2 separate regions of the Hordeum vulgare genome follow, and region 2 is linked to region 1. A link is a contact called in public Hi-C data. All regions are on one chromosome and are shown on one strand. Each heading gives the region's core, a stretch centred on a gene start, on an enhancer-like site or on the middle of the called end of the contact. The rest is flanking DNA. Distances are from core to core; before and after follow the strand shown. Region 1 holds the start of LOC123425484 (LOB domain-containing protein 37-like). Region 2 holds the start of LOC123425485 (queuosine salvage protein-like).

Region 1 (2,700 bases), core at 1-2,500:
TGAAGATGCTCTGGGACGAGGTCTCACGAGTCACGAGACTAGTGACAATCACGGCTGATCCATGCCAATTCCCGTACACGTTGACATGCTGGTCTAGAATTGAATTAACTGTTGGCGGATCGACGCACTCGGTTTCCTCCAGCAGAAAAGCAAAAAATAAATATTCGGCCAGGATAAGATTTTGGTGTGAAGCGGCTAAACGCCAACGCTACCGGCGATGGAAGCCGCGTCCCGCAGCTGGTGGATGGCGACCCGACCCGATTCCGATTGCGTTGCCGTCTTGCCGATACGAGGGGAAACCGGAACGCTTGCGAGGAAGGCACGAACCGGCGCGGCACGGCCAAGTGCGACCGAAACAGAAAGCCAAGATGCCTTGGGCAACTTGCACCACTGCGTGAGCCACTGCACTCTGTACTGCTGACATGCGGCGCGGTGCGGTGCGGCGACGAGAAAAGGCTTGCACCAGCCGAAAAAGGCGGAAGGCATCCTAGGTTCACTGTTGCTGGACCTCCCGAGAATTTGTGCGAGCCGCGGAAAATATGCGACGACGGGCCATAGGCAGGCAATTATTTTATTTTATTCTTGGTTAGCTTTCGCAAGGTATCCCGTCACGATTTTACGAGATAGTATATATATATATATATATATATATATATATATATATATATATATATATATATATATATATATATATAAACCGGAAGCGAATGAGGCCTTTGGCTTTCCGGCTGCTCGATCCAATGGCGTTGATGCTGTACTGCCAGCAGCGAGTGATTCGGCGCACCAAAAGCGGTGGAGGGTCCATGCGCCGGATGCATGGAGCGATTTGTTTTAGCGAGGAAAGTTTGTGTGCATGGAGCACTGGCCGAGGGACACAAGGCTCCAAAACGCAGGACGTACGTGGGCAGCCCAAGGTGCGGATCCACGCACACCGCAAAAGCGCGGAAAAAGAGTGGCGGAAAAACACAGGAAAGCGAGGCGGCAGCCCGGACGGGGCGAACGCGAGGCGCACCACCCGAGCCGGCGGCCCCCACCCGCTGTCCGTGTCCAGTCCTCGATCCGACGGCCCGCGCTCGCACCGACCGGCCGCGGAGACACGGAGCCGCCCCCGCACCCCTGGAGCCTGGAACCTCTTCCGCTTTACCTCAGCACGCGCGCGCGCGCGAGAGAGAGTTAACCCGCCCACTCCCCACGGTCACCCGACCCGGCCCCACCCTGGTTACCTCCCCCCTCCTCGGCTGGGCGCGGCGCTGCCTGTGTCTGTGCTTATATACCCCGCCCCTCCGTGGCCGTGGGCGAGGTCGGGTTCTTGATCGGGGTTGGTTGGCTCTTGTATGAGAGGGAGTGAGCGGGCGGCGGTGTCAACGTCGACGTCGGGGATGAGCTGCAACGGCTGCCGCGTGCTGCGCAAGGGGTGCAACGACGCCTGCATGCTGCGCCCGTGCCTGCTCTGGATCGAGGGCGCCGACGCCCAGGGCCACGCCACCATCTTCGCCGCCAAGTTCTTCGGCCGCGCCGGGCTCATGTCCTTCCTCACCGCTGTCCCCGAGTCGCAGCGCCCAGGTACGCACGCACGGACGGACTGGGGATCGATGCTCTTCTTCTTCTTCTTCTTCTTCTTGGTACGACGATTCATATGTTGCCTTTGGCTGATGTTTGTATGGTGTTTGTTGCGGATTGCAGCCGTGTTCCAGTCGCTGCTGTACGAGGCGGCGGGGCGGACGATCAACCCGGTGGGCGGCGCGGTGGGGCTGCTCTGGGCGGGGAGCTGGCACCTCTGCGAGGCTGCGGTCCAGACCGTGCTCCGGGGCGGCGCCATACGCCCGCTGCCGGAGCTCGCGGGCGGCGTCCCAGAAGGCGGTGTCGGTGGCAGCGATCTCTTCGCCTCCTCTTCCAGGCGCGCCGTGGTGGGGTGCTCCACGTACTCGATGGCAAAGCGGGTGACGCCGAGGAAGACCTGGGCGCCGGAGGCCGCGTCCCACCACCAGGAGCCCTCCTGCGATCTCGGGCTTTTCCTCACCCCCGGATCGGCCGCAGCGGCGGAGGGGGAAAGGCGGGCGAGGCGGGCCGGCACGCCGTCGATGAGCTCCGACGGTTCCGTGACCACGACCGCTGGCGCAGGCGCCGACGGCGACAAGGAGCCGGAGCTGCTGAATCTTTTTGTTTAATGAAGCTAGTTAATTTGCGCCTTCATTTATATCCTAGTACCGCGCGATCGATCGATGTGCTGCTCGCTCGCTGGCGCTGGAACCAGCTGAACTTTTTGGTAGCCTCTCGTCCCACCGGCGACGCGTCCTTTGATTCTTTTTTGGGCGTGCATGAACCGCCGGCTTGGTGTGACACGGAGATGACTAGATGAGACCGCCCCGGCCGGCTTTGTTTCTTGTCTACTCCGATAATAGTACCGCTGCTTTCTTAGCACTAGTAGTACTACAAAGATCGTTAAATAAGAGCACACTAAAGCTCTCCCTCTCTCTCTGATCTTATCTGAAGCGTGATTAGCGTTTGCCCAGCGATTGCGTGTGCTAATACGCCATTGCTCCTACAGTACTCTACCTATTGTTTTCTTTTCTGAGATCTGCTCTTCCCCCGTTCGTGTGAACCCGGTCGTATGATTGATCGGACCATGTTTCGCGCTACCACAAAATCCAAGCGGCCGTACTGTGGGTGGGTTTTGTGATGCAGTGTGTGTGTGGGTGT
Region 2 (2,788 bases), core at 216-2,715, 140 kb before region 1:
GTGGGGGCAATCGAGCCTATAAAACAAATTAATCCCATCCACCCTCCCACCACCTAGAAAAAATAAAGTAACCATATGATATTATAGCACCAACACAGTACATGCAGTCATTCATAATTTTTTTCCATATAAAAAGACGTTGGTTAGTGGATAACACATACAACACTACAAAAGTCCCATTAATTCTCCGCATTATTAATAAAATAAACACACTCCATCATCTCTCCCACTCGCCAAACTAAATATTACATAAGTTCCAAAATATAAAGGGTATTAGTTTTTTGGGAAATCAAATTTCTTTTACTTTGATCAAGTTCATAGCAAAAAATATTGACATCCACAATATTAAACAACAACAAAAAAAATCATTTGATGATGAATCTATCATACCGATTTGATATTACGGGTTCTGGTATATTTCTCTACAAATTTAACAAACTTGAAGAGCTTGACTTTTCAAAAAAGTCATACACCTTTTATTTTAAAACAAAGTATTTTTTTTCTTAAGAATCTCAACAACGCCAGCGGTGCAGCAAAACGCATCCAACCCTTACACTCCCTCCATTCCGATGGACTACATACAGATGTATGTAGACATATTTTAAAATGTAGATTCACTGATTGTTTCGTATGTAGTTCATAGTAAAATCTTTAAAGGGTCTTATATTTTGGAAGGGAGGGAGTAATATCATTTTTAAATTCCTAAAAAATCCCTCTATTCTAAAGGAGGCATCTACCCGAGAATGGCGTTTTGGAGCTCGGTCTCCATGAAGGCCGAATTAAAAAAAAAAATTCAAAAAATTTAGTTTCAAAAAATCTGAAAAAATATACAACTAAACAAGGGTGTGATCCTTGTGTGTGCAAAATTTCAGGTTGAAATATTTTAAAACGCGACCTGTATAAAATAGACAATTCATGATCTGAAATGATAAATAGTGTCATGCGTTAAAAAATTCCACGTTTGCCTTTTTTGCATACCTCTCATTTCAACGTATTTTGTTCTAAAAATTAACACACTTGTGTATTATACCTTCATCTATCTATGTATCTTTTTCAATTTTTTTAAAATATTAAAATACGAATTTTCATGAAATTTGAAGTTTGAATTTTAAGTCCTTCATGGAGCTCGACCTCCAAAAGCAATTTCCGCATCTATCTTTTTATTTATTTTTTATTTAAAAGAAGGGTGGTGAGGGCAAAGGAAGACGAACGTGGGGGCAATCCAGTCATTTCAGCAGTTCGGGAGGTGGGTCAAACATAGCAGACCACCCGAGCACAGCCGGTTGTTGTGCGCCCCACCCACTGCGCAATTCCTCGTGTTTCTTCCCCGCAAAAAAATAAATAAAATAATAATAAAATCCTCGTGTTTCTGCCAAGCGGGGGTTCTCCGAGGCCCTCGGAGGCGCCCATCGAGAGAGCAGCAAGAAGCCAACCAAACCCCCCCTCCGGAGGAAAAAACGCTAAAACCCGCGTCGCCCTCGCGGTCACGGGCCACACCAACACCACCACTCCGCCCCGCCGTCACGGTTTCCGCCCCCACACCCCTAAATCCTCCCGACTCGCCATTGTCCCGACCTCCCCCGCGTCCCTTATCCTATTCCTGTTCGCCCCGCCGCCATGGAGGCCGTGCGCGCGTCGGCGGCCTGGGTGGCCAGCCGCTCCTCCCACGTCAAGGTTGACATGCTAGGTATCCGTTTCCCGAACGATGCTAGGACTTTTCCGACCAGGGAAGGGAGCACCGTCTTCATTCATAGGGATGTTTTTCTTTTTTCTGGAACGGTGCTAGGATTTCTTAGGCCACGCAGTGTCATCTTCATAGGCTTTGCTTTTCCGGTGGGTTATTAGTCGATTGTATTTCTAAGCAGTATCCGATTGACCCTGCAAGAAACCAGAGTTGATTTTCATGTTGTAGGATTGGACTTCAATGTTCAGGTTCTAGATTCCACTTCACTTACATGTTGTTTTGGTCAGCTTTCATCATTTTCTTATAAAAGAACGACTTGATGGAATACATATTTTTGCTTTGCTTTTATATGTTTATGCCAATGTTCATCCTTCCATTGTTTTGTGACCAATGTCCCAAGTGAAACTCTAAGTTTTGTTCCTCTTACCCGTTTGTTCGTTTCACAGAGATTGAGAAGGCCGTGGACAAAATTCAGGGGAATGTTCCAAAAGTCGAGTGGGATTTCGAAGGAATCCATTACTTTGACAATGGACCGCTCACTGTGCAGTACCTCTTCGTCTTGGATGCGCTGAACTTTTGCTTCTGGCCAGGTATTAGTTCAGCCAGGAACGTACTTGGTGTTCTGAACATGTAGAAATTACTAGAGTGATGTATTGTCCTTATCTTATGAGTGGTACTTTTTCTTAAGGAATTCTGAAAGGTATTAGCATTGGCAGACATCAGGCGTTGCGATTCTACATTTGCATTTCTTTTGCTCCTGTATAAAATATGCGTGTGTTGTTGCTCCTGTACAGCATAGCACGTGGTTAGGGGAGAGGAGGGGCGGTTTATTTTTCTTTGTCTACTTGTTGACAATGATATTAAGACATTCGGTCGTGCAGTATTCTTCTTCTCATGACTTCAGGTTTTGTAGATTTTCACAGTGCAGAAATCAACTTCGTATTTTCTGAAAACAAGCACTAGTGCTTACACCACAAGGAACTTATGGATATTTCTAATCTAGTATATTTTTCTGTTAGTAGCTATATATGAGTCAACAACCTTCTATGTTGGTTTCTATGCTGCCAACAAGTGGCTAGGGCAGAGGAGGGGCGATTTATTTCT

What was found. Hi-C and Micro-C count contacts between places; a contact is called where the count stands out from the background.
Region 2: a contact with region 1 is called in a Hi-C map of leaf, with 4 times the contacts expected there. The contact joins the promoter of LOC123425485 here to the promoter of LOC123425484 in region 1. A contact is called at or near these places in 4 of 6 Hi-C or Micro-C datasets (leaf and seedling) and 1 of 1 datasets of contacts at active chromatin or transcription factors (embryo).

Annotation. Positions count from the first base shown.
Region 1 is chr2H:123,949,910-123,952,609 of MorexV3_pseudomolecules_assembly, reverse strand. LOC123425484 (LOB domain-containing protein 37-like) reads left to right here and starts at 1,250. Exons shown (of 2, transcript XM_045109184.1): 1 at 1,250-1,563; 2 at 1,684-2,418. The coding sequence starts at 1,335. The coding sequence ends at 2,168.
Region 2 is chr2H:124,087,160-124,089,947 of MorexV3_pseudomolecules_assembly, reverse strand. LOC123425485 (queuosine salvage protein-like) reads left to right here and starts at 1,465. Exons shown (of 7, transcript XM_045109185.1): 1 at 1,465-1,687; 2 at 2,131-2,274. The coding sequence starts at 1,618.